Regions from separate parts of the Bombyx mori genome. Here region 2 is linked to region 1. A link is a contact called in public Hi-C data. All regions are on one chromosome and are shown on one strand. The core of a region is the stretch at or near the end of the contact, and the rest is flanking DNA. Distances in the headings are between cores, read along the strand shown. Region 1 overlaps LOC101736413 (cAMP-dependent protein kinase catalytic subunit 3). Region 2 holds the start of LOC101736413 (cAMP-dependent protein kinase catalytic subunit 3).

Region 1 (3,772 bases), core at 599-3,098:
TACGACTTTGTAGAACCCATTATTATACACAAAAAGTGCCGCGACAGCATATGTTTAACTATTATAGTTATACCGCAATAAGTGTTCTTTTATTTAAAAAACAAAACAACGTTGAAATTTTTGTTAAAGACCCGAGCGGAGCCGGGGCAGGGCGCTAGTTTCAAATAATTTGATGATCGCTTACTATCCTTAACTAAATGCTGGAAAAAAGTTGATTAATGAAGATGAGTTATCAAACCGCGCTAAATTTGTAATTCGGAAAGAATGAAATACGTTGCATTTTTTCGGGTTAAAGCTTGTGTCATTCTCTGATCCATAAACAACCAATCAATCTGTAGATCCTTTGGTACGTAACATTAAAAACCAGTACATACACTGTTGTTACTGTATTATTATGGCAGATATACTCAAGAGTTGACTGTACCATGCCATTTACTATATTAAATTACCAATGTTCATCTATGTAGAATAGGGATCGCAGAGCATAAAATAAAATTGAAACTGTTCCAAAATCTTCTGTTAAAATAATAAAATAAAAAAAATTAACACTTTTATAACGCCTTACTAATTTTTTAACCGTCTTCGCCATCTCCCTTTTTCTCTGTCATTCTCTTTTCCCTTTCTTTCCGTTTTCTCTCACTCACATCTTAACGATCCATTCCACACTCTTTTCATATGTTTCGTTCTCACCAATCAATCCTACATATGTTAATCCAGGTTATATAAACTTTGTGTGAAACTGCATCCAAATACAGATCTTGCAAATCTTGCAAGATTTTTGTGTTTGGATAACAAATATCCCAACGTACAAACTTTTGCATTTACAATTATAGTATAGTATAATACTTAGTTCATATATGTTTGCTTTATTTCAAACCGGATTAGATTTAAAATCAACAATACTTGAATGATTTTATTTAAATTTATTCAAACGACTATAATTTAACGAAATTTTACGAATACGAAAAATTGTATCCGAACAGACATATAATATCTAGATCTATAGTCCAGAGAAAGTGTTCCTTTGTCGGTTTCTAGCTTTCAGCTTTAATCATTGGTATATTTTAATATTTAAATTATTCGTGACCTTGCTACAAAGATCCATAAATGAGATTGTTTTTTTCTTATTCTAAATTAGAATGCCTAAACTTATTAACTTATGAATATTCTGAATTATACTAAAATAAATTGTAAAACGTTCGACTCGAAGACAAAAAAAAACCACTTCAAATACCAAAAAGAAAACGTTTTGTTGAACATTTAATGTGTTTTGTGAAAATTATGATGTCGAAATTTCACTTTCGCAATAATTTTCACTCTATACTATCCTCTATACACTATGAACTAATTACACAATTGTTTAATAGGTAACATAACGCACATACGATGCTATAACATCACTTATCCAAATTATGTAATTTTTCAGGAGAAGCGTTGAAATTTCAACATCTTAATACAATTATTATAGCTCTTCTCGATTAAAGAAATAAAATGATAATATTTAAACAGCAACTTTAAACGTTATTATTAAAAACAAACATCTCACTAATAACTATAAAAAAATAATGGACTTTCTCAAACTCAGTTCCGTTTTAACGAGAATCGCATAAGTGACAATTATAGCTCTGTATGCGCGATATATACAATCTAAAGTTATATACACAGATCTAGAAACCAAGGCATCAAGTAAATATTTCCAGTACGGCCATATCGTACGTTGCGCAATGCTCTAAACAGAAACTGTCCGTGTGCAGGAGATTAGAGAAATCACGTTTATTTTTACATTTCTAAAGTCAATGCCAGCTGTAGTTTGAGCGTCACCGCACTATATTATTAGTGTTGGCGATGTTCACGCGCAAGAGTCCTGTGCGCTGTCTGTAACTCCACGCCAGACATGAGTTACAACTAGACTAGAATAGACACTATTTTTTATAGGCTCTGAGGTAAATGCCCTTTGGGCTCGGTTGTACATTAAATAAATTTAAGTAAATTTTAACATTCGGGTAACTGATCGTACTATATCGTGACATACTCGTAGTATCCATTTTTATGACATAGTAATTTTTGTCATGAACGTAAGAACGCATCATTTTATTTTATTTTACATAAAACATATTATGTTTCTTACTGTAGTGTTCGTCGATTATACATTGAAAATATAGAATTAAAAAAAATCATTTCATCAGTTGTTTGAAATGTGGGTAGTTATCGATTTAAACACACACTTTCACCATAAAAATAAACCTCCCTGTTAATATTATGAAATGTTTTACGGACTGTAAGTTATCTCAGCGCTTGCAGCTTGCTGTACTCTCTAAAAATATCATACAGCATAATCAAACGAAGATCGGATTGGACGACGACCAGATTTCGGCATTGATTAATTCAAAAACGTCTTTTTGAAGCACACCTATGTCGTTCGACATTTATACATTAAGTGAAATCCTGCTGAAAGGACGAATAAGAAACACGGTATTGTTAAACGCTTCGTCAAGAATCGAATCATGAGATATTTTGGCTGAAGATTATTCATTTAATAATATCCCACGTCACTGACACCGCATAATGCCAACGTTAAGCATAATTTAGTTAGAGTACTACTAACTAATTGAGAACTTTTTAGAATAAACTCGGTCATTCTGCTTATTAAAAGGTTATTCAATATTAAAACTTTTCTCGACAATTCTTTTTTCTGTACCCTCCTTTTTCGTATAAAACAAATTTGATTTTACTCCACTAGACATGTTTAAATTATCTTTTCCAAGACCGTTTGTTTTGCTTTCTGACACACGACTTCTTCCAATCCTTTCCTTCCTACTAGACAACTTCCTTACTTCTTCAATTAGTTCTATAATTACTTCATGACTTCATAATTTATACTGTTATGTAAACAATGTTTAATTATTAAATAGCCGTTTCAAACACCGTTACAATGTATCACCTTATTACTGAAAAGGGGTTTCGTATGTATTGTGTCTATTAGTTATATTATAAGTATTGTATAGTATTTTATATAAAAAGCCGTGGATAAAATCTTACTGTTTAAATACAAAAAACCAAGTAAAATAATTATTTAATTCATCTGCGCACTTGCTCTGTAAGATGTCTCCAAAATGATTGTGAATGTATAAAAATGAAAAGAGACAATGACAAAGAATAAAAATTCAGTACTTCAAAAATATTTAATCGATATAGCTCATATTATACGATCATGGTAAGGAAATGTAAAGCGTTTTAAATCAAACAGAGCATTCACATATTAATCGGCGTAAAGTACAAGTCGAATTGCTGCCGGAAGCAGAGATTAACTATAGTGTTGATGATTCTTGGCACGATAATGATAAAGAAATAGCAATCGAAAGATTAAATTTGACTAATAAAGTACCGGTTGAAACACGGGGCTATTGGTCTCCCACAAGCACGGAGCTTGTAGAATAAAGCCCCTATCCGTAACGATAGGATTTTTTAACGCTTACGGTCTCGCAAATCAACGTGATCAGGTTTCTGACTTTTTGCGTGACCACCAAATTGATATCTTTTTAGTGCAGGAGACCCTACTTAAGCCCGCGCGCCGTGACCCTAAAATCGCGAACTATAACATGGTCAGGAACGACAGGCTCTCTGCCCGTGGTGGTGGTACCGTCATTTACTATAGAAGAGCCCTGCATTGCGTCCCGCTCGATCCTCCCGCGCTCGCTAATATCGAAGCATCAGTGTGCCGAATCTCACTGACGGGACACGCGCCGATCGTTATCGCGTCCGTTTATCTTCC
Region 2 (3,828 bases), core at 174-2,673, 41 kb after region 1:
AAGTCTAGTGGTTTTCACGGATGTACCGTTATAATTACTGAACCATGCATCCGATTGACTTGAAACTGGGTATCGATGTAGAAAATACATGTACTTAATGGATAGGCTAATATAATTTATATAAGTGTTGGACTCCCTAATAATAATGACAATAAATAATAATGTTAATTTTAAATGCCCAGCGAAGCGGGCGAATACGAGTGAGAAAGTTATTCTAAGAATTTCTTCATGTTTTTGCTACGTTTGTATAATTAGTAAAAAAAATATTTTATTACAATGTCACGATGGAGTTGAATTCCTAAAACTTCAGATTCAATCCTGAAAATGATAATTTCGATATAAATATTCAAATATTACTATTTACTTATATGTATTAATATCATAATATAATTATATACGTCTAGTTGATTTCGGTTTAAAATTATTAAGGGGATTCGGCTCAATAAATGAAGATTCAAAAAGTGTGATAGATAACATTTGAACTCCAAAATAGTAACTGCTACCTAAAGAATCGCGAAATTACATTACAAATTTAATTATTTCGGGGAAAAATATTTTAACGTAAAAATTATAGTATTTTTAGTATGTACTGTATTCTAGGTCCCATATTTAGTCTCTATAAAAGAAATGTAAACACGTATTTACAAATAAAATTACATATACTTGACTGATTCACCAAAATGATGAAACCAAACCCTTTTCACCAGTCCAACCATCCAGCCTCAGAAGATTACAAATTAATACGAAAATACGGGTTGATAAGTTAGAATTATAATTTATCGGCTTATGAGTTAAAAGATGGGTACCCATCTCGCTAAATCTGACATTTAAATAAAAGTAACTAAATATGTATACATACCAATTGTTTTTAATATTTGTAAGTCTTCTAGTTCATATTCTTTTTCTTCTTCGGTGTACTCTGATTCCGTGGTGGTGGAATCTTGCTCTTCTGTCGAAGAGGCGACAGAAAGGGACCGCACGTCCGAACTCAACTCTGAACTGCAGTCCCGTAAAATTTTCGCACTTGCCATCATCATTTTATTTACACAAAACTAAACAAGCTACAGAAAGACGAGCTTAAAATTCAAGACTTTTTTTTTTAAAGTCTAGGTATAAACAATTTTTAAAAGTTCATTTTGATCATAACATTTATTATAGATAAACTAAAATTTAAATAATGTTAATTTAGCACACGAATTTTTATGACAATTTTAATTATTGTATTAATTGTTTTAAATATACGCGAACGCGAACTTTATGGATAACCCGACATCCGCTCTACAACACGGCAAAATACACACTGGCGCGAGTAGAGAGCTACTGTATCTAAGCGACTACAGAGCTGTGACGTCTGTTGACGCGACTGGCGAGTCAGTGACAAGTGTGAGCGACCAGCGATTGCGCCCAAAGCGTTCACTGTGATTAAACCGCGTCGGTCGTATGAGACACTCGCGGAAAATAAATGCTGACAAGATCATATTTTTTCTCGTTTTCACACGCTCCTAACCCTCATGAATTAATGTAAAAATTATAAGATTACTCGTGATTTTGTAGACTACTTGGATGTAACTATACTGAGATCTTAGAACTTATATCTCAAGGTGGGTGGCGCATTTACGTTGTGGATATCTATGGGCTCCAGTAACCACTTAACACCAGGTGGGCTGTGAGCTCGTCCACTCATCTAAGCAATAAAAAATAAATAAAAAGAATAAAACATACGCCAATGACAAAGTATTTTTATCTAAGTTGTAATTTGAGTGTGTATCTGTTAATTCAAACGATGATACAGAAAGCACAAATACAATTAAATAAAACACTTAAATCAATATATATATTTTTATTTTAACAACAAGCACATCATTTTATTTAAACAAGAGATAAAAGACGTTGAATAATTAATATCACTTTTGATTTGAAATCCGATATAGTCATATGCGTTACAGGGTGCACATTATAGTAATAATTTTAAATATAACTTAATAAAAACATACAGAGTAACAGACTAACTATGGCCGACTAATAATTACACGTAGTACATATTATACACTATATATGATACAATAATTGTAATATTACTACAGCTCAAAACAAGATAAGTTTAAGAGAGCGACCTTTTTACCGACTTTTTTTATTTGAGAAAGTAATCGCTCAGTAACTTCAATTGTTCGAACAAAAAACCTCGTTTGTATTAACTTGTCAAATTTTAAAACATTAAATAAGTTCATTAAAAATGTTGTTAACATTCTTGTTAATGATACATTCATTATCTACTTTAGTAAAACGGAAAGTGAATCATAAAAGTAAAAGTAAACTTATTACCACAACGACCGGCGCTTATTAATTTTTTTCTTAAATAATCAATATAAGTACATCGTACGAATATTCTTTTATGGCAACACTAGAAACTACAATAGCGTTGTGATGCAAAATCTAATATACAATACAAATTATTTTTGAACATATTTTACTACTTTTCAGATTCGATTTTATTGCTAAAAATTAAATCATTCAGTATGATCACTGCACTATACGTACTAAAATTATATTTTTGGATGCTTATTTAAATAAAATCTTGATTTGATTTTACATTATCTATTCAAGTTTTGATCAAACAATTTTATTGACCAATGCCAACCCTTTATTTGATAGAAATTTATAATATGTGATAGTTTATCTGCTATATAAATTTATTCCTAGGTACTAGAGGAAAATTCAAACATTTTTTTGTTTATTCAAGAAGGCAGTAAAAATTAAAGCAAAACATTTAAAGATTGTATTCACATTAGATTATTCTGATTTTCAAGTATACATAGCACAAATTTAAGGTGGGTCTGTTTCATAACTATACATTTCGTAACATTACGGTACATTATAATATAATATTATTATTTCCGTTACGCGTATAAGTAGCTAGCATTGTATATAATTTTGTTTACATAGCTTTTGTTACATGCTTACATGTTGTTTTAAATAGCTTGATAGCCAAACATTTTCTTTTGTTTTTTATTTATTTAACAATGCTTTTGGAAGATTATTTGTAGTCCATCAAACCTCAAATTAGTTAATTATCATTATCTTTAGACGGCAGATGCGAAAAAAGACACCTTTAGATATATTTGTTCAAATTTTTTTTTAAATGTTTCTTGACATGTTTTGAGTAAAATAGTTGATGTTTAAAAAACGATAATATATGAAAGAACAATAACTAGAAATTCATTTTTTTGCCTATAAAGTTCTTTCGAGACTTCGCTTTTTTTTAAATGAATCCATGTACCTATTTAAATTACTCAATATCGCATTATTATTTTTTGTTATTTATTGCATTTCGCGTCTTATACAAAGTCGTCTTGTTCAGATTGTATAGCCAGTTTTGTGACAAGCGTAATAATTCTTTAAATAAATTCCTTACTATAAAGTAAAAAGCAGCAGTATACCAGAGTGTAGACCGACTGCCAGTTTATCGTGATGCCTTATGGTGGGACAAAATGCTAAACAGGTGATATCTGCCAACGGAAACCTTTCAGGACACGGAGTCGTGGACAACATAGACGCCTTTGCCATTGCAACCTGAATAAAATAAATTCAATTAATCATTTTTAATTCTCATAACATTCATATAAATATATATCTATACATTTAAATTAATGCATCTTTTATTAGGTACTTTATTGTCTAAATGTGTGATCTTGTATTGTTTTATTATTTATTTAATTTATATTATTTATTTGTAAGGCATTGCTGAAGTCCATAGGCGACGGTAACCACTCACCATCAGGTGGGCCGTATACTCGTTTGCCTACACGAGCATTAAACAAAAAAAACCTC

The links. A called contact is a pair of places that touch in the nucleus more often than the background predicts.
Region 2: a Hi-C map of midgut shows a contact between it and region 1, with 2.2 times the contacts expected there. The contact joins the promoter of LOC101736413 here to the enhancer-like site in region 1. A contact is called at or near these places in 5 of 7 Hi-C or Micro-C datasets (middle silk gland, midgut and whole pupa).

What each region holds. Positions count from the first base shown.
Region 1 is chr4:7,405,098-7,408,869 of ASM3026992v2, forward strand. All of the region lies in intron 3 of LOC101736413 (cAMP-dependent protein kinase catalytic subunit 3), which reads right to left. Among protein-coding and RNA genes, the nearest start is that of LOC110385703, 11 kb to the right of the region's middle. Within about 2 kb of position 1,849, at least 2 of the 8 cell types and tissues checked have open chromatin away from gene starts, as enhancers often do.
Region 2 is chr4:7,446,765-7,450,592 of ASM3026992v2, forward strand. It overlaps LOC101736413 (cAMP-dependent protein kinase catalytic subunit 3), which reads right to left and starts at 1,424. Exons shown (of 7, transcript XM_004929194.5): 1 at 860-1,424. The coding sequence starts at 1,037. LOC101743413 reads right to left here. Exons shown (of 26, transcript XM_012692945.4): 26 at 1,826-3,570. The coding sequence ends at 3,412.